2 separate regions of the Rattus norvegicus genome follow, and region 1 is linked to region 2. The links are chromatin contacts, called in public Hi-C maps. All regions are on one chromosome and are shown on one strand. Each heading gives the region's core, a stretch centred on a gene start, on an enhancer-like site or on the middle of the called end of the contact. The rest is flanking DNA. Distances are from core to core; before and after follow the strand shown. Region 1 holds the start of Cnnm3 (cyclin and CBS domain divalent metal cation transport mediator 3). Region 2 holds the start of Fer1l5 (fer-1-like family member 5).

Region 1 (3,868 bases), core at 799-3,298, 150 kb before region 2:
CATAATAAATATATTTAAAAAAAGAGAGAGAGAAAAAAAACTTAACGGGGGGGTGGGGGTAAGTAGAGGGCGGGTGGGTGGAGGGCAGGAAGCCAAGAAAGGAAACTAAATCACTATTTATGAGTTGCTTTCGATGACATTAAAATGAAAGTTCTCTTGGTACCTATAGGAAGTATTTGTGAGTCCCTCCTAATCCCACAATCTGGAAGGGCCAGGAGCCATCACAGGGCCAGCTAATTTAATGTTAAAAAGGCAAAGACAACGGTTTCTAGTTACCTAACCCTTTTGACATCATTTTAGTTATTATCCAAGAATCTGGGGCAGCTAGGAAGCCCAAGTGTACAAAAAACGGCCCAGAAGGAAACCTCTAGGATTAGAGCCAAGTAGGCATGCTCACTGCCTGCCAAGGGAGCTTTTATTCATTCATTTACTTTTGAGACGGAATCTTTAGTCCAGTTCAGCTTCCATTCTTCTAAGTAGAGGGCACCACCTTAATTTATGTGGTGCTGGGGAGTGCTCAGGGCTTCTTGTATGTTAGCAAGCACTAGGCTACCTCCCCAACTTTTTTTTTTTTTTTTAAATACAAATTGGGCCATCACCTTCCAATCCTCCCGCATTGGACTCCCACAGCACTTGCTTCTGCTTCTAAAAGGTGGGTCTTTAAATATTTCCAAAGGTCACTCCCAGGTGCAAGGCCATCACTTTCTGAGAAGGGTCAAGTTCCTCTGCCTTCTCTGGTGGAGTGAGACCCTTCCCAACAAAGGGCATCCCCTTACCTCTCTTGAACTCCTCCAGGACGGCGTCCAGTTTGGTGTCGTTGAAGACAAAGTGGAGTGGATGGTTGTAGAATCGGGTGATGGTGCTGAGCGGCGTGCAGTCCTCGGGGTCCACGAAGGCCAGGTCTTTGAGGTACAGCATGTCCACGATGTTGGAGCGCTCCTCCTCAAACACTGGGATGCGCGTGTGGCCGCTCTGCATGATGCTTGCGAGGACGCTGAAGTCCAGGACAGTGCCGGAGTCCAGCATAAAGCAGTCTTCGAGCGGCGTGAGCACGTCCTCCACGGTCCGGTAGCGCAGCACTCCCTTGCTGAGGTCGCTGTAGGGGTCGCCACCGCCGCGCGCCAGCTCTAGCACGCGCTCCCGCAGACGCCCGGGCCGCGCTGCCAGCTCCAGCAGCTGCCCGACGGGCAGCGCCACCGGCAAGGTGAGTAGCACCGCCAGGCGGCTGAGGCCCAGCGCGCGCGGCGCCAGCGCCAGAGCCCAGCGTCCGCTCACGGCGGCCGGCAGCACCTCACCTACCAGGAACACCAGCCCCGCGCAGCCCAGCACGGCGGGAACGGCGCGCTGGCCCACCGCCCCGTACAGCAGCACCGCCAGTGCCGCCTGTGCCAGGCTGGCCAGAAGCAGCAGCGCGCCCAGGGCGCAGCCGGCCCAGCGCCGTGCGGGTTCCAGGCGCCGCGCAGCCGCGCGCTCCGCCTCCGAGCCGCTCTCGCGCAGCACCTGCACCTCGGCCGGCGCCAGCGCCAGCGCGCTCAGCTGCAGGCCGCGAGCCACAGCCGCCAGAGCCAGCAGCCCGGCCGCCCCCAGCCCCAGCGCCCAGGGCGCCGCCGCCTCCTCAGCTGCCCCGCCGCCCGGCTCCACGCGCACTGCCAGCAGCGCGGAGCGCGGGTGGCCGGCCTCGGCGCGCAGGCGCAGCAGCGCGCGCCACTCGCCCGTGGGGGCGGCCGCCTCCGAGGGCTCCGTGGCCCGCCCGCCCTCGGGGCAGCCTGCGCCCTCCGGGGCTACCCAGGTCCAGGAACTGTTGGCCAAGCCTGGGCAGAAGAGTCGCAAGCACAAAGTGGCCTCCGGCGCTGCCCTTCCGCGTAGGGAGCCCGCGCCCGGAGCACCGTCCTCCTCCGTGCAGAAGCTCAGCAGTCCCGCGCCCGGCGCCGCCTCCCCTGCGGTGCTGCCCAGACAGAACGCAGCAAGCACCCAGCCCAACCAACCCGCCACAGCCGCAGCAGCCGCCGCCATGGCCTGCTACCCCTTCTGGGCCTCGGGCGCAGCCTACCCCACTCACCCGCGCCTATGCTGTTGCGGCCAATCGGCGCGGGCCTTCCCGTCACTTTAACCAATAAGCAGTTGACGGGGGCGGGCTCTGGGGAGAACTAGGCTGCGCCGGGGAGTAAACAAGCGGCGCGGGGCGGGGCAGGCCGGGGGGGCGTGGCGCTCGGTTGGCGAGGGAGGACGCGGAGCGGCCGTCTGGGACGACCTTAGCGTCCCGGCGTGTGTGGACGAGCAAGGTCGTTAGCCCTCTGGCCTGCAAGGTTAAGAGCTGAATAAGAACCAGGCGCTGGGCACACGGAAGCCAAAGATTGATTTTCTTATTTGTATATATGTATGTGGGTTTGCGCATGCGAGTGTAGTGCTTTATGCGGACAGAAGAGGGCGTCAGATCCCCCTGGAGCTGGAGTTCCAAGAACTGAACTCTGTTTCTTTCTTTTTTTTTTTTTTTTCCGGAGCTGGGGACCGAACCCAGGGCCTTGCGCTTCCTAGGCAAGCGCTCTACCACTGAGCTAAATCCCCAACCCCTCCTGAACTCTGTTTCTTAACACGCATTCTTTAACCTCAGCCAGCTCTCCGGCCCTATTGGTTTGTTTTAAAGCTGACGTCTCTCGAAGGCATTCCTGCTTTGCGTTGGACTCTGTGGATGTCAAGACAGACACCTGCTTTTGAGCAAGTTACTTTGACGGGACGCTCCATAGTAAATACTCAACCCCAGAAAAATCAGTTTCCTCGAATCTTCACACCTGTTTCATGTACTTAATCTTAAGGATAGAATGAGGTTTAGAGACTGAGTCTGTGTGCCATTGGGTTCTGACGCGCACCTGACAATCCAGGTCATGAAGCCACGCAGGAAGGTAGCAGTTTTCAGGAATGTTCACACTTGCTAGCTTCACAACCGCACTTTATCCTGATTCCTTGGGCCGAGAAAGCTGTTCTAGAGGGTTCTTTCTGTCCTCATTTTGGAAGACACCTATATGGATCAGATGGAGCGGTCTTCACTCTTTGCATGTAGTCTTTGTGATTAGCTCTTCTGTAGGTATCCACGTTTTTGCAATTTTCTATTTTCTCCCTAAATGCCCTAATACATGGACACATCTTATACATAGATGTTTTGTTTTGTGTGTATGTGGTATATGTGTGTTGTGTATGCAGGTGCAGAAGGAGGCTAGAACAGGTCACTGCATCCCCTGGAACTAGAATTACTGACATTTGTGAGTTACCATGTGGGTTCTGAGAACCAGGACTTCTGCAAGAGCAGTTAAGTGTTCTTAACCACTGAGCCCATCTCTCCAGCCCCTTGAATGTTTTTTAAAAAGGATTCTGTAGACATAACTCAGTGTCCTAAAAATATTATGTAATATGACCACAAGTTGTGTAGAAGATAATGTACAAAAACAAAACAAAACAAACAAACAAAAAAACAGGCCCCTGAGGAAAGACCAAGAGGGAAAATCATTGGTGAAAAGTTCTTACCCAGCTTGTAATCTCAGCAGAGGCCAGCAGGGGCCTCATAGTGAGTTAGAGGCCAGGTAGGGCTATATAGTGAGATCCTGTCTCAAAAATCAAAACAAGGGGCTAGAGAAATGACCCCATGCTGCTCTTCAGAGGACTCTCGTGTGGTTCCCAATACCTCCACTCAGGTGACTCACCACCACCTCTACCTCCAGCCCCAAGGAATCCTGTGCCCTCGTCTGCCCTCACATACATCGAATACGTACATATACACACACACCTTTAAGAACTAAACAGAGTCCCCCCAAAAGTCTTTACAAAGTTGGCAGTGACTCTTCTACATTGTAAACTCAGAATGGTGGCTGGCAAG
Region 2 (3,866 bases), core at 12-2,511:
TACTTTGACACATGCTGAGAGAGAGAGGAACGTATTAAGAGCCTTTGTTTTCCATAATAAAGTTATCAGGTTTCTCTAAGAGCAGGAAACTTTGTGTCTACAGCAAAAACACTGCAATTGATAACATACAATAGTCTAAAGTCTGAGCCAAGGGGTTTTCGAAAACATTTGTTGGCGCCATAGTTATATGGCACGAGCCTCATGAAAGTGTGCTTGTTGTGTGCTCAGAACCAAGGATACAGTGACATTGTGGATGAACTGTCAGAAACACCCCTTGAGTTAATTTTCAGTCTTTGCACACCTACGAAACCTCTTGTCGTTGCTTAATTTTCCTGACCCTCCTCCTTAGTCAAGTCTAAGTCTAAAACACGTTGCTCTATGCTAGGCCCGGTAGTGCAGGCCTATAATCCCAGCGCTTGAAAGGGAGAGGAGCAGAGGATCTGTAATTCAATGTTAACCAGGAAGTGGTGGGCATGCGCAGAAGCAGGCAGATCTCTGAGTTCAAGGTCAGCCTGGCCTACTGGGCTTGAGAACAGTCAGGGCTCCACAGAGAAGCTCTGTCTCAAAAAACATCAAATAAACAAAAACAAAACAAAACTCGAACCAAACCAACAATAAAATTCAAGGTCTTCTCTGGCAGCATAGCTAGCTTGAAGCCCAGCCTGAGATACATGCGACCATGTCTCACCATCCCTCCATAAATAGTAAATAAAAACAACCAATGACACCTGGAGGTGGGGGTAGCTTGCAGTAATTGCCATCAAGAAATCAATTGAGCTCTTGACAGGTGGCGGAAATAATCCACTGTATTCCCCTGGCAACCTATTGAGGCAGGGTTTAGGTATTTGCACATTTCGAGATGAGAAAAGGGCGGAAACTTTGCTTGCTGGGATCTGTGGGCCAGGCGGTTAAAAATTGAACCTCACATCTCTCCTCTACCTCATCATCTACCTCATCCTAGTCTGAGCTCCACCAATTTCTCTTCGTTAAACACCGCAGAGCCCTAGAATTGTATCCGGACATTCTGCAAAGCATTCCCTCCCTCTTCTCTCCCCATCTCTCTGGTTTGTGGTCGAGGTCTTGAGACAAGTCTGTCGCTATGTAGCTCAGGCTGTCCTGGAACTCACCAAGATTCTCCTGTCTCAGCCTCCTGCCTTGGAATTATAAACAAAGTCTCAACGCTGGGCTGAGCCCGCCCACTGCAGATAGAACCCTGCTCTGTAATAGGTCGGGGGAGGAGGAACTGACTGTGGCGGGGAACACCGAGCGCCGGGGCTGTCTGAACTGCTTAGCTCTTTGCCCTCACTTTCCCCACAGAAAACGTAGAGGAAGGACGTCTCTGTCCCGGGGTCGCGCGCGCGCGCGCGGGCTCACGGCACTCCCCACAGGCCAGCGAGGTCGCGGATCCGCTCCAGGCTTTGCCGCTCGCCGCCGCGCAGTTCCGGAAGAGCAATCCACTTCCGCGTTTTCCTCGGAGCCCGTGGCGCCGGGCGGTGAGGCGCACGCGCACTGTGATCCAGCTCCGGCGAGCGCGCGGCCGACAACTGCGGGTGAGACGCGGGTCCGTCCCGGCGCGGGTGGCGGCCCGTGGGGTTCCAGGCGGCGGGCGGCGGCATCGGAGAAGACCTCGGGGCTCCGCGGGCCTGCGGGAGCCGGGGCTGGAGCCGCGGGCCGGGCGGGGCGCGGGAGGCCGACGCGGCCGCCCCAGCGCCCGAGGCGCCGGGCCGAGGAGGGCCCGGGGAGGGGAGGCGGGGCCGGGCGGCTCCTCCTCGCCGGGAACTCGGGATGACCTTGGCCGAGTCGCCCGGGTGGGCCGTTTTGTGGTTTTGCGGTTCCGTGGCGGGAACCTCACGGAGGAGCGGGCCGTTTGCCGGGCGCCTCGCTGAGGGAGGGCGAAGAAGAGGCCTCCTGAGGCCTCCTAAGGCCCCGGTCGGGCTGAGGGCGGGCTCTGGTTTTTCTTCTCTCAAAACTCCGGTGTACCTTGAGGTCGGTGCAGACCTTGGGTAGAATGTGACCCTAGGAAAGTCCCCTTGACCTCAGGCCAAAGCGATGATGTCTGGAGCCCTGGGCTGCACTCAGCCCACGGTGCCCGCCTGTTGTGCTGGGCGTGCTGGAGCTGACCGTCCCCACGCACTTCCTCTAGCTTTAGAAGAATTCATGTTTGTGATCCCTCTGATTTGCAAAATCCTTTACCACCCAGGAAGAAAATTGCTCAGCCAAAAAAAAAAAATTTTTTTTTTTTTTTTGAGATGGGATCTCACTGTTACCCTGGCTGTCCTGGAACGCATTCTATAGACCAGGCAGTCCTCGAACTCCCGGAGATAGGTCTGCTTCTTCCTCCCCAATGCTGGGACGAAAAGCGTGCGTCACCATGCCTTGGCACAGAAAGGTCATATTTTTGCTAACTGTGGAGTCTTGTCAGTTTACAGTCACAAAACTGTGTATGGCACCCGCCACCTTTCTGTTCCGTAGTGGTATGCATAATCGATGAATGATGGGCATAAAGGCATGTTTTGATAGGGAAACTTGGGAGAAACGGAAGCTATTGAGTTGACAAGCCCCTTTTCACCGCAGGTGACTAGCATGCAGATATTCGCACCCTGACTTGGTTTGGCTGCCTGACTACTGACATGGCCCACCGGGGTGGGGAGAGGGACTTCCAGACTTCAGCTCGTCGGATGGGTACCTCCCTGCTTTTCCAGCTTTCAGTGCATGAGCGGGAACTGGACCTTGTTTTTCTGGATCATAGCTATGCAAAACCGTGGAGTGCCCACCCCGATGCCAGCAGCGCCCGCCCCACCCGCATGCTCTTTGTAACTCCCCGTCGGCAGCAGGAGAATACTATGTGAGTTTGAGAATACCATGTGAGTTTGGGTTTCCTTCTTAAGGGCTACTTCCGCCTGACCATGGCAGTGTGGCGGGGCATAGATGTTCTTGAGAGTGATTGGGGCTGTGGGGTGACTGGAGAGCTTGGAAGGTGAAGCTGAAGAATTAGTGTCGTCCCCCCCCCCCCCCTTTGGCTACAAACTATTCTTTTTTTTTTTTTTTTTCTTTCTTTCTTAACCAAACCCAGGGCCTTGCGCTTACTAGGCAAGCGCTCTACCACTGAGCTAAATCCTCAACCCCCCCCCCCCCCAAACTATTCTTGAGTCTCTGACTTCAGTGCACAAATTGGGAGGTAGTCCCCACAACATTGCCATCACCCTTACCTCCTTTCAGAAAGCCAAGGTTTAGATTAACCCCTCCTTAAATCTCTATATTTCCAGCCACCCTACAGTAGAGGGTAAGAACATTTCAGAAATCTACCCTCTGATAAGTGAATTGGTTACATTTGACTAACTAGTTAATTGTTTTGCACCTTCTGATTTCACCCATGTCAGAATTTGTTGAATTGCTCTTTTCTGATCATTACAAGTTTTTGGAATGAGATATTTGTGTTTGTTTTGAGTTTAATCTTCCCTCAAACAAACACAGGTTATTTTTTTGTTGTTGGGAGTTGAGATCTTGTGTTTGGGTTCCTCCCTCTCTCTCTCTCTCTCTCTCTCTCTCTCTCTCTCTCTCCCCCCCTTCCTCTCTCTCTCTCCTCTCTCTCTCTCCTCTCTCTTTCTCTCTCTCTCTCTCTCTCTCACACACACACACACACACACACACACACACACTCTCACTCCCCAGACATGATGACTCTTGAACTCTGATCTTCCTGCCTGTACCTCTCAGGTGCAAGGATTGTTGATACAGGGTCATACTATACTGTGTACCCCTGGCTAGCTTTGTAGTTCGGGTTGGCAGCCTCCCAACATTCAGATTGCAGTCATTTCTGTGGCTTAGAAATGTAGTTTGCTTTCTTGAGATAGGGTTTCTCTATG

What was found. Hi-C and Micro-C count contacts between places; a contact is called where the count stands out from the background.
Region 1: a contact with region 2 is called in a Hi-C map of liver, with 1.7 times the contacts expected there. The contact joins the promoter of Cnnm3 here to the promoter of Fer1l5 in region 2. A contact is called at or near these places in 3 of 12 Hi-C or Micro-C datasets (the A7r5 cell line, hepatocytes and liver).

Annotation. Positions count from the first base shown.
Region 1 is chr9:46,249,445-46,253,312 of GRCr8, reverse strand. Cnnm3 (cyclin and CBS domain divalent metal cation transport mediator 3) reads right to left here and starts at 2,048. Exons shown (of 8, transcript NM_001106901.2): 1 at 777-2,048. The coding sequence starts at 2,013.
Region 2 is chr9:46,099,193-46,103,058 of GRCr8, reverse strand. Fer1l5 (fer-1-like family member 5) reads right to left here and starts at 1,261. Exons shown (of 54, transcript XM_039084527.2): 1 at 1,128-1,261. Kansl3 (KAT8 regulatory NSL complex subunit 3) reads left to right here and starts at 1,538. Exons shown (of 20, transcript NM_001034835.1): 1 at 1,538-1,550; 2 at 2,575-2,845. The coding sequence starts at 2,631.